Regions from separate parts of the Macaca mulatta genome. Here region 2 is linked to region 1. Evidence: chromatin contacts called from public Hi-C data. All regions are on one chromosome and are shown on one strand. The core of a region is the stretch at or near the end of the contact, and the rest is flanking DNA. Distances in the headings are between cores, read along the strand shown.

Region 1 (5,282 bases), core at 868-3,367:
TTACTAAAATATAACTTCTATTAGGGTTAGGACTTAGTCTTTTGCTTACTGTAATATCCCTAGTACCTAGAGTACATTTGTTGAATAAATGAAAAGTGTGAACAAATACCAGAACAAAAAGGCAATCATCATCCTTGGACCCCCAGTAGCAATATAACAGACTAGACCAGTAGCCCTGGCTGGTTCATCTAGCAAGCTCAAATACATCTTTCAAGTCTTAGCTCCAGGGTACCCTCCTTTAGGATGCTTCTCTTGCCGCATCCTAGGAAGAGACTAGTACTCTTTCATGCCTAGGGTCGAAGTGAAAGGAATAAACTGGAAGACAACAAAAGTCCAAGCAGACAGGCTAATTCATACAACTTGAGAGTTCATGGTTATCCTTAAAGGGTATATGGAACCAAGAGACAAAGTTAGTAAAGCATTATTTAAAAACTAGATGGTGTTTATAGGCCTTAGGCTTGGAAATTTCTCATTTATTTTTCATTGATTACATGGATTATCTCATTTAGTCCTCCCAAGGATCCTATAAAATAGGTATTAATACCAATGTTTGGATCTTACAGATGGAAAACCTGATGCTTACGGCAGTTAGATAATCACCCAACAATTTACAAATAGTAAGTAGCAGAGTCAGGATTTAAATACCTATCTTCTGACTCCAGAGCCTACCTAAGCATTAGGCATACTACCCTCTTTGTGTTACAAATCAATCAAAAAGCAATTACTGCAAGCCTAATGTGTATATGCATGCATGTTGAAAAGGAGTAGAAAATAGCCTTAAGTTGGTAGGATAGAGCCCAGTTTTATCACTCTGCTATCTTAGGAGCTAAGAAAGGGCCATTCTCTTTTTCCATATATCTTCTCCCATACTTTCCTTTCACCCTGCCCCACCCCACGCCCCCATCCACATTTATACAGAAACAGAGCCTGGTATGCCACTTACCATAACAAGAAAGACTCTAGACCATCTTCCTTTTGGTTTCAAAAGGTCTCTAGTCCAGAACTATTCACAACACTCAATTCTTCCCTCTCCTAGAGGAAAAATAAATAATGTAGACGATGACCTTGTGAAATTTATAATTCATAATTTTTCTAGAGCTGGCCTAGAAAACTGGTCTGATTTCCTCTCCATTCTAGTGAGCATCCTTCAACCATAGCTTATCTCTTCCTATCTTTGCTTACATTGTTTCTCCTGCAGGAAGTACCTGCCACGGGTAGCCATCAGTTCCGACTAACTCTAGACAAAATGTCAGGAGTCTTTCTGAATAATTACTAACTGCAACTTCGTAACAAAGCCCTAAGCCTCGTTTTTCGTTTGTTTTTTCTCCTTCTGCTAATTGTTTTTGTATGTATTATCTCAGCTTCTAAGATCAAAGACCCATTCGTCTACAAACCCCAAAGTGCACGCGATAAGTGTATATAATATAAAGTTATATGTAATTCCGTTTTCAAAAAAAAAATGGTTATAGGAAGATTAAACAAACCAGATTTTTCTGCAGATAGATTCAACTGCAACATAATTAATTCCTGCACTGAAGATGAAGAGAAAAATCCACTCAACGTCCTTTTTTTCCTCGATATATATGAAAGATATATATTGCTTTGAAAAGTGCCTTGCCGTGTTTACTATTATTATCTCTAGGAACTACCGTACTAAGGTTCTCTTCTTTCAACTTTTCACTGACCATCTTTCAGTCCTCCGTCCGCCGTCAGGGGGGACCAGACCATGCTCAGTGTCCAGGAACAGGGGCTGGTCCCACTCGACTGTGGCCCTGGGTCTTGGGTCCCGCCGCGCACCCTTCCCACCCCTGGGCCCCGCAGGCCGCGCTTACCCTGCAGCCGCCGGCGCCGCCCCTAGGCCTGGGGACAGCACTTCCGGTTACTCTCCGGACACTCGAATCTGGGCTTCCTGGCAGCCGCAGACTCTGCGGTAGTGGATCTAAGAGCCAGGCATCGGGAAGGAAAGAAAAGCGAACCCGGGACGGACGAGAGCTAGGAGCAACTCCCTTCGTGCGCCTAGACTAAGGGAGTTGAGGCCAGGCCGCCTACAGAGCGCTTTAACAGAGCGCTTTAAGGGCCCACAAGGCCGGTTACGCAAACCCTTTCAAGCTGGCTGGGAAGAGGCCGGCGCAGCCCCACCCCCGCAAGTCACATGATCACCCTGGTCCGGCTATTAGGGCGTTTCAACCCCGGCCCCTGGGCCAATAGGAGCCGAGTCTTCGGAAAGGGGCGGGGCCCGGGGCGCCTGCGCTCTGGGAGCCCTCGGCGCTTTGGTGGGAGGCGGTCTTGCTCGCGCAGTGGAAGGTCGGCTGTCGGGGTAGGCAATCACTGCCACCTTGTCTAACAAGAAACGGCACCAACAGCGTTGCAGTTTATGTTACAGTTTTCCCAAGGCTGTTAACTGAGGTCTCAAACCAGGAGTAGAGTCACAAAGATTAGATGCCACTGACCCTGAGAAAAGCACCTGGAAAGATCTGGAAGAGATAGAGGATTCTGAAGCACAGTGGCAGCGTTGTCATCCACGAAGATGTGGCCAGTGAGATGGAAGAAATGCTTTTAAAAGTGGTGGACTTGTGTGGGTGGAGAAAACTGCAGCGAGAGAAAGTACTGTGGGAGGTTCCCCAGTCCTTGCTGATTATGTTTCTGATTTGGAATCAGCTAAGAGTAAATCACCTAGTGGTGGGCTGGAGCAGAACTCACAGTTCTTTAGCTTGAACACTGGGTATTCTCCCAGCTCAGTTGTTCAATTAAAAACAAACAAACAAACAGTTTTTAAATGTCCTCAGCTATCAAAGGGGAAAGGTGAGTAGTAGGAATATGGAAAACTAAACCCTGGGCAGCCTGGCCAAGGACTCGGATTGTGAGCCGATTGCTGGGGTTTAGTAATTGAGGAGCGCAGCCTCTGGGGCACGTGTTCAGTATTAACTAATCATGTTCCTACTATTGGAATTCTTCCGCAGAGGGGCTGCAGCTTATTCTACTTTCATGTTTATTTTTAATGAAACTTCCAATGTTCCACTCAGGGTGGTCTTAACATTTTAAATAATAACATTTTAAGTGTGTAGCATGTATCAAACACTGTTATAACTTTACACTATTGTCTCATTCAGTTGTAACAAAAATTGTGTGAGATATGTATTCTTTTAGGAGGAAACTGGTGCACAGAGAGATTAAGTAGCTTGCCCAGGATCACATATTACTAACTGATAAAGCTGTAATGTGAACAGCCTGATGCCAGATTCTGTGCTTGCAATCACTATACTTATGGCTGCCTCAATAGTGGTGAGTGTATTGTGGAAAAGTATTGGAATAAAAATTAAGCAAGTTGGATTCTGATCTCTGCACTGCGTATAACAAGGTCTGAATATGTGTAGAATTGAACTGTTCAACCTTTTCTTTCAGGAGACATTGGCCGAAAGTACTGTTTTTATTCATTGTTTTATTCAGTTAAACATTTATTGAACACCTCCAATTAACAGGACACTATAGGCCGGGCGCGGTGGCTCACGCCTGTAATCCCAGCACTTTGGAAGGCTGAGGGGGGTGGATCACCTGAGGTCGGGAGTTTGAGACCAGCCTGACCAACATGGTGAAACCCTGTCTCTACTAAAAATACAAAATTAGCCAGGCGTGGTGGCGCATGCCTGTAATCCCAGCTACGCGGGAGCTGAGACAGGACAATCGCTAGAACCTGGGAGGTGAAGGTTACGGTGAGCCAAGATCGTGCTACTGCACTCCAGCCTGGGCAACAAGAGTGAAACTCTGTCTGAAAAAAAAAAAAAACAAAAAAACAGGACACTATGCTGTGTATTAGGAATTTAAAGATTTAAAGGCCAGTGAGACTCAGTACCATTCCTGTAATGGCTCACAGTCTGTTATGGAGACGGCAAGGGTTTTAAGTGGTGTGGTAGAGGTAGAAGTTATATAAGGTAATCTGGGGGCATAGAAGTGAATCACTTTGTAAGAACTTTGAGAAAGAGTCAGAAAAGACTGTAGGATATGAGACATAAGGTGAGACTCGAAGGAATAGAAGCAGGGAGTTGGCTGAAGATGAACCTGAAATGAAAGATGGAAAATAAGTACAGAGACATTTGAATGTGATTTCAGTTAGTGGAATTTATCTTATATGAAATAGGAAGCAATTCTTGGAATTTCAAGCTGTGGAAATAGCACAATTATCCCCAAACTTAAAATCTTTAGAAAGATTATTTTTAGTTTTAAGTATGGAGATAAAGAATAAGAAGGAGCAGCCAGCAAATTATGAGGAAAACAAAAGTGGATTATGACAACCAAGGGAGGAGAGTTTGAGTGAAGAGGTGTTTGACCAGGCATTGTGGCACATGCCTGTAGCCCCAGCTACTTGGTTGGCATAGGTGGGGGAAATCACTTGAGCCCAGGAGTTCAAGACCAAGCTTGGGTAACATACTTGTGGCTCAGAAGAGGATCTGGCTTTGAGGACAGAGATGAAGGGTAGGGAAAGACTATTGTGACTAGAGTTGAGCAAATGGGAAATTGTGAACCGCAGTCCCTGGAAAGGTGCATTTCAGTATCTTGTTTCCTAGAAGCCAGTAGGTCTGAAACTTTTTTCTGAGATTATCCACTGGAAAGTAGATTGGTCCTATGGAGAGTGTATGTATCTAGAGTTGCCAAATTTAGAAAGAAAAAAGTACAGGAAACCCAGTTACATTTGAATTTTAGATAAACAATAGATTAAAACAAAGTTTTTAGGGAATTTTTTTTTCCCCATGGGACATACACTAAAAAAATGGTTCATTGTTTATCCGAAATTTAAATGTAACTGGGCATCCTGTATTGTATCTGGCAACCATATAAGTAGCCTTTGTATGGAAACAGATATTCTGTGGAAGCAGTTCGTTTATAAGGTAGAATTTGTGATAAGATGAGGCAGCAAATTGCAGTTTCCTAGGATTTCTCCTTTTGGGAGAATAAAGAGACTTCACTTTAGAGGGTTAGATCATGTGAGTGACTGAACTAATGTGATAAGATCTGATTATGGGAGAGAGAGATTGAGTTATATCTTTAGTTTGGTCAAATATTTGGTAGGAATAAGGACGTGGTGATTTGGGAAAGAAGAAATATAAGTTTAGGACTAATGTCAAGTAGAAAGATAAGAGATTGGAGATCCAGGGAAAAAGAGCAGGATCAGGGACAGCATAGGTTTAGTGTATGAACCATATTGAGATGGAAAGGTAAATTTGAGTAGAAAGTAACATCAAATAGGTTACTTGTATGATCAATTAACATTGGTTGGATGAACATGA
Region 2 (5,282 bases), core at 1,646-4,145, 59 kb before region 1:
ATATAATCCTTCTCATTTTTTCCCTTAAAAATCTTTGTCGCTGGGCTCGGTGGCTCACGCCTGTAATCCCAGCACTTTAGGAGGCCGAGGCGGGTGGATCATGAGGTCAGGAGTTTGAGACCAGCCTGGCCAACATGGTGAAACCCCGTCTCTACTAAAAATACAAAAATTAGCCGGGTGTGGTGGCGGGCATCTGTAATTCTAGGTACTCGGGAGATTGAGGCAGGAGAATTGCTTGAACCCGGAAGGCGGAGGTTGTAGTGAGCCAAGATCGTTGCACTACAGCCTGGGCGACAGAGCCAGACTCCAACTCAAAAACACCTTTTTCTTCTTTTACCTCCCTGAATATACATAGTTTCCTATGGCACTCGTTTTTTCTTTGCAATGCTCTATTCCCAAATAAACATCATTTTCTTTCAGAGAGCTTCTCTGTGTTATTTAGGTTGACACCTGTAAATAGAATGTTATATTTCTTTTTTAAATTGTGGGGGGAGGGAGAAGTGTTGTGTTTCATTTATTTGTCCCATTACAATTGTGCAATATCATATGAGCCGCTCAATTCCTAAACATAAGTACACACACAACGCACTTCTTGTCTCATGTTTTGTGTCTCGAACACAAATTACAAATTATACAAATTGTGCAATTTTCCTTGCCCTTCAGAAAGGAGAATCTCAATGCTTCCAAAATGAACTGGGCAGTAACTCCGCTTCAAGGTGGTAGGTCCCCCCTTTTCAACCCAGTTGTGTAAGATAAACTTGTCTTTATTATTCACTTCCTAAAGAGAAAGGAGGTGCTAAGCGGACAGGACAGCTGGACAACACGTGCAATAAGGGCAATGGTCCTATCTACTCTATCTAAGGGAGCAGTACACGGAATACTCGTGGGTTTTTTTTTTTTTTTTCTGGTTTTTTTTTTGGACCTATGTGAAATTTTAAATGTTCAAGGGAATTGTTCATACAATTGTATAGTCACTATCCCTACTCAGATGAGAACATTTTAGAACATTTTGGAACATTTCTAATATCCTCGAAACTTTCCTCACGTTTCCCTATATTTTCAAAATGAACAAGAATACAGGATAGTCAAAAGCAATAGGTAAATTCTGAAGTATCCAAATAACATGCAACAACATCCTTCGATAGCTCAGCTGGTAGAGCAGAGGACTGTAGGGGTTTGAATATAGTCATCCTTAGGTCGCTGGTTCGAGTCCGGCTCGGAGGAGTTCCCTTTTAAAAGGGTCTCTCCTGGGCCTGAAATAAAGAAACTTGAAGAACGCAGTGTGCAGCTTGCTATACATGAATTTGTAAGACGCTCAGAGAAGGAAAATAATCCACCTTTAAAATTGCTAACAAGGGTTGCTTCACGGACAGTCGAGTGAGACTCAATTTTCACCAAGTTGAGGAGGGATCATGAGGAATGTGGGGAACGGGATTTTTATATCCCTCCCCTCTTCAAAAAAGGAGCAGTGTACACCTGACAGAAAGTTCTCTTCAATAAAGTTAATGAAACAGGAGTATTTGAATTCGAAGAATCTATTATTAGACTTTTAGACACTCCATGAAAGAGTGTGGGCCCTGTTACTTTAGAAATATACTTGGGGACTGGCAAAAACTGTCATCTCTGATTTTAATAGTGGACACATTTACTCCCTGCTTCCATTCTCTGGGCTACTCTGCGCTCTTGGAGCGAGATGGGAAATTTTGTCAGGCCGCAGCAAGGGCGGATTTATACTGATGGTCCTCAAACTTGCCCCGGGCTGCTTCCAGAAAGCTAATCGGATTATTTGTACTCGGTTCCCAGCAATATCCTTTGCAGTCAGCTTGTCGCTGGCGCGGATCGCAAGAACTGAAACGCCTTAAGGGTGGGGACGGCGCCCCCTGCTGGTCGCGCCCTCGGGCGACGGTAAGAGATTGAGGACTCGAGCCCGCGCGGGGAAAACGGCTATGGGCTTGGCTTAGGGATGGTTCGCAGGTCGCCTGGTAGGAGCAGGACCGCCGGGGCCTTGTCCGTTCTGTGGTTACGTAGGTCATAGAAGGAAAATTGGTTTGTGATCTGATGGGGAATCTGTGAGGACAGACCCAGGGAGGGCAGAACTAAGCGCACCGCCGGGGGGGTCGCCAGAATTGGAGGCGTGTGCGCCTCTGACAAGTATTTGCAACGTAAGTATGCATATGGATAATGTATCAATACACATGTGTAATAGATGCCAAACAAATTATTCAAATAATTGTCACACATTTAAATTTTCAGACATTCACAAAATCAAATGTAAAATATTAAACTGAAAGTTCGCAATTTAAATTTTCAAAAATTAAATCTAATTTCCAAAATTAACCGTTTTCAAAATTAAATTTTAAAATATTCAAAATTCCAAGGTAAATTTCCAGAAATAATTAAAACTTCAAAACTCAAATCTTTTAAATGAAATGTATAAACTTTAAAAGGTGAGTCATTCCTCAGCTGGAATCGCAACCAGGGCCCTCGAATAAAATGCTATTTTGATCGCTAGAACACACAGAAACTTCCCTAAAACTGCTCTACAAAATTCCCTAAAAACCCGGCATCAACCCGCCTTTAGCGGCGTTCTATAGGGTAGGTTGTATCTGGGGATCTGCCTTTTCTGGTTCTGCCTGTCCTGAGTTGGAGATGTAACAGGGAATCTGTGAACCTAAAACAAGCTTCCTATCCCGCTTCCACGCTCTAAATCTGGCTTTCCACCTGACACCCCACTTCCGCCCTCTCCCCTCGGCCTTCCCCTTGACCCGACTGCATCGCCAATCATATCCTTTCATTTGTCATCACCGCCTTGGCCCCGCCCCCTCGTCTCAGGCCGTCGCACACGTTTTGCGTCAGTAGGCAAGGCACTTTACGGCCGTCGTGCCGCTCATGTCAGTCAACATGGAGGCAGAGGAATCGGAGAAGGCCGCAACGGAGCACGAGCCGCTGAAAGGGACAGAACAGACACTAGACGCGGAGGAGGAGCAGGAGGAATCCGAAGCAGCGGCCTGTGGCCGCAATAAGCGGGTAGTGCCAGGTATTGTGTACCTGGGCCATATCCCGCCGCGCTTCCGTCCTCTGCACGTCCGTAACCTTCTCAGCGCCTATGGCGAGGTCGGACGCGTCTTCTTTCAGGCTGAGGGTAAGTATGCAGACCCTGACGGTGAAAGGAGGAGGTTGTCGCTCGCTGGCGGGGTGCAAGCATGGATGTCCTGTTGCTTCGCTGCGCAAGACTGAGGCACGAGTTGTTGGATTTTGGGGGTGGGGAGTGCGGTGCTCGGCTCCTGGCTGGTGAATCAGTCTGTGAGGATGCTGGGGTGGGTGGGCGGAGGGGATATGGGGAGAGTGGGTAGCGCAGTGCGTCTGGTGGTTCTTTAGTTCTCGGATTGTTACTATTCGTGTTTTTATCCCGGCCCTGCTCACCTCTCTTTCCGGATCTGTTTACTGGTTTGTTACATGAGTACAACAGAGTAAAAGCCTCGTTAGCTTTTCTACAAAACTGAACATACCCCTTTAGCATCGCGGCCTAGGTCAAGAAACTGATCAACCGCCCTTCCTCTTTCCACCGTCAATTTTACATTGAGGTTGGGGACTTGCGCGGGTGTTAAATAGCGTTCAAAGCCGGCCAGATTAAGGAGTGGACAATTAAGGAAATAATTGAGTTAGCTAGAGGAAAGGGTGCAATTTACAGTTCCCTCCCTCCTGGGCAAAAACTCTCAGGTGGAACTCCCGCTGGCAGATGTGAAGAACGATGCGGGCAATGGGAAGTGGTTTTGAGTGAGTGCTGCATAGTCCCTGACGGGTCTTTTTGTCTTTGGCGCTCAGATCGGTTCGTGAGACGCAAGAAGAAAGCAGCAGCAGCTGCGGGAGGAAAAAAGCGGTCCTACAGCAAGGACTACACCGAGGGATGGGTGGAGTTCCGTGACAAGCGCATAGCCAAGCGCGTGGCGGCCAGTCTACACAACACGCCTATGGGTGCCCGCAGGCGCAGCCCCTTCCGTTATGATCTTTGGAACCTCAAGGTGAGGAGATAGATCTTTCTGCCACACCTCTCACCCTCCCTTCTCCCCAGCTCTGGCCCAGGTATACCCATGGCTTCTCATTGGTCTTGTCCCCTGTCTCATCTTTCTCCCTAATCTGCACTATCCTGATCTTTTCTTATTTTCTGCCCACAGTACTTGCACCGTTTCACCTGGTCCCACCTCAGTGAGCACCTTGCCTTTGAGCGCCAGGTGCGCAGGCAGCGCCTGAGAGCGGAGGTTGCTCAGGCCAAGCGTGAGACCGACTTCTATCTTCAAAGTGTGGAACGGGGACAACGCTTTCTTGCGGCCGATGGGGACCCTGCTCGCCCAGATGGCTCCTGGACATTTGCGCAACGTCCTACTGAGCAGGAACTGAGGGCCCGGAAAGCAGCACGGCCAGGGGGTCGTGAACGGGCTCGCCTGGCGACTGCCCAGGACAAGGCCCGCTCCAACAAAGGGCTCCTGGCCAGGATCTTTGGAGCCCCACCACCCTCAGAGAGCATGGAGGGACCTTCCCTTGTCAGGGACTCCTGAGGGCCAGGGTGGCCCCTTCCAGCTCCTAGCCCTGCTCTGCTTCCTGTCTACCTCATACTAGAATGATCGTGACTATCCAGGCAAACATTTTACTGTGTTTCTCAGACCAGGTGTCTCTGCTAAGGGCCCAAACGTGCAAGTTTTGAGGGCTTCCACTATCCTCACTCCGAACTCCTGTATATGCCTGGCTGAGTCACCTAGTTCATACTGTCATACTAGCATGATTATGACTATTGCATATGCTTGTTTTGTTTGACTCTTGGCTGCCTACGTCTATAGGGTCCCCTAAAAATCCCACGTTCTGCCCCCAGGAACGGGCCTTTATTTCCAACTAGGGGGATAATGCCTGCAATAATCCCGGCAATCTTTCTCTGTTTAGCAGTCACAGGTGAGGGTGGTATTAGCATCTTTTTTATGTAGAAAAAATTGACAGTTAATGGCGTGGACTGAGTTGGGAAGAAATACATTTCCTAATGTATTTATAGAAAATAAAAATATTTTTTATGCCTTTTTATTTTTGTTGGGGAGGGTCATTGGACAAGTTCCAGCTTTCATCTCCTTGTGTTCACCTTCATCTCCTGATCTTAGAGCCCCCCCGCCCCCGCCACCCACCTTACTGTTTAACCTGGATTTTTTTTTTATTTAATTTCTATTATCTTAGCCCAGTTTATCAATTAGTTATCTTAAGTCAGCATTTTCTAAGCCATTGTTTGAGGAAACAATGAC

Evidence for each region. A called contact is a pair of places that touch in the nucleus more often than the background predicts.
Region 2: a Hi-C map of blood shows a contact between it and region 1, with 4 times the contacts expected there. The contact joins the promoter of ABT1 here to the promoter of ZNF322 in region 1. A contact is called at or near these places in 2 of 14 Hi-C or Micro-C datasets (blood and liver).

Annotation. Positions count from the first base shown.
Region 1 is chr4:156,408,966-156,414,247 of T2T-MMU8v2.0, reverse strand. It overlaps ZNF322 (zinc finger protein 322), which reads right to left and starts at 2,117. Exons shown (of 4, transcript NM_001265932.1): 1 at 1,833-2,117; 2 at 944-1,032.
Region 2 is chr4:156,468,840-156,474,121 of T2T-MMU8v2.0, reverse strand. It overlaps ABT1 (activator of basal transcription 1), which reads left to right and starts at 2,895. Exons shown (of 3, transcript XM_001092231.5): 1 at 2,895-3,142; 2 at 3,826-4,022; 3 at 4,176-5,068. The coding sequence starts at 2,902. The coding sequence ends at 4,556. It overlaps TRNAY-GUA (transfer RNA tyrosine (anticodon GUA)), which reads left to right and starts at 1,136; the gene lies at 1,136-1,224.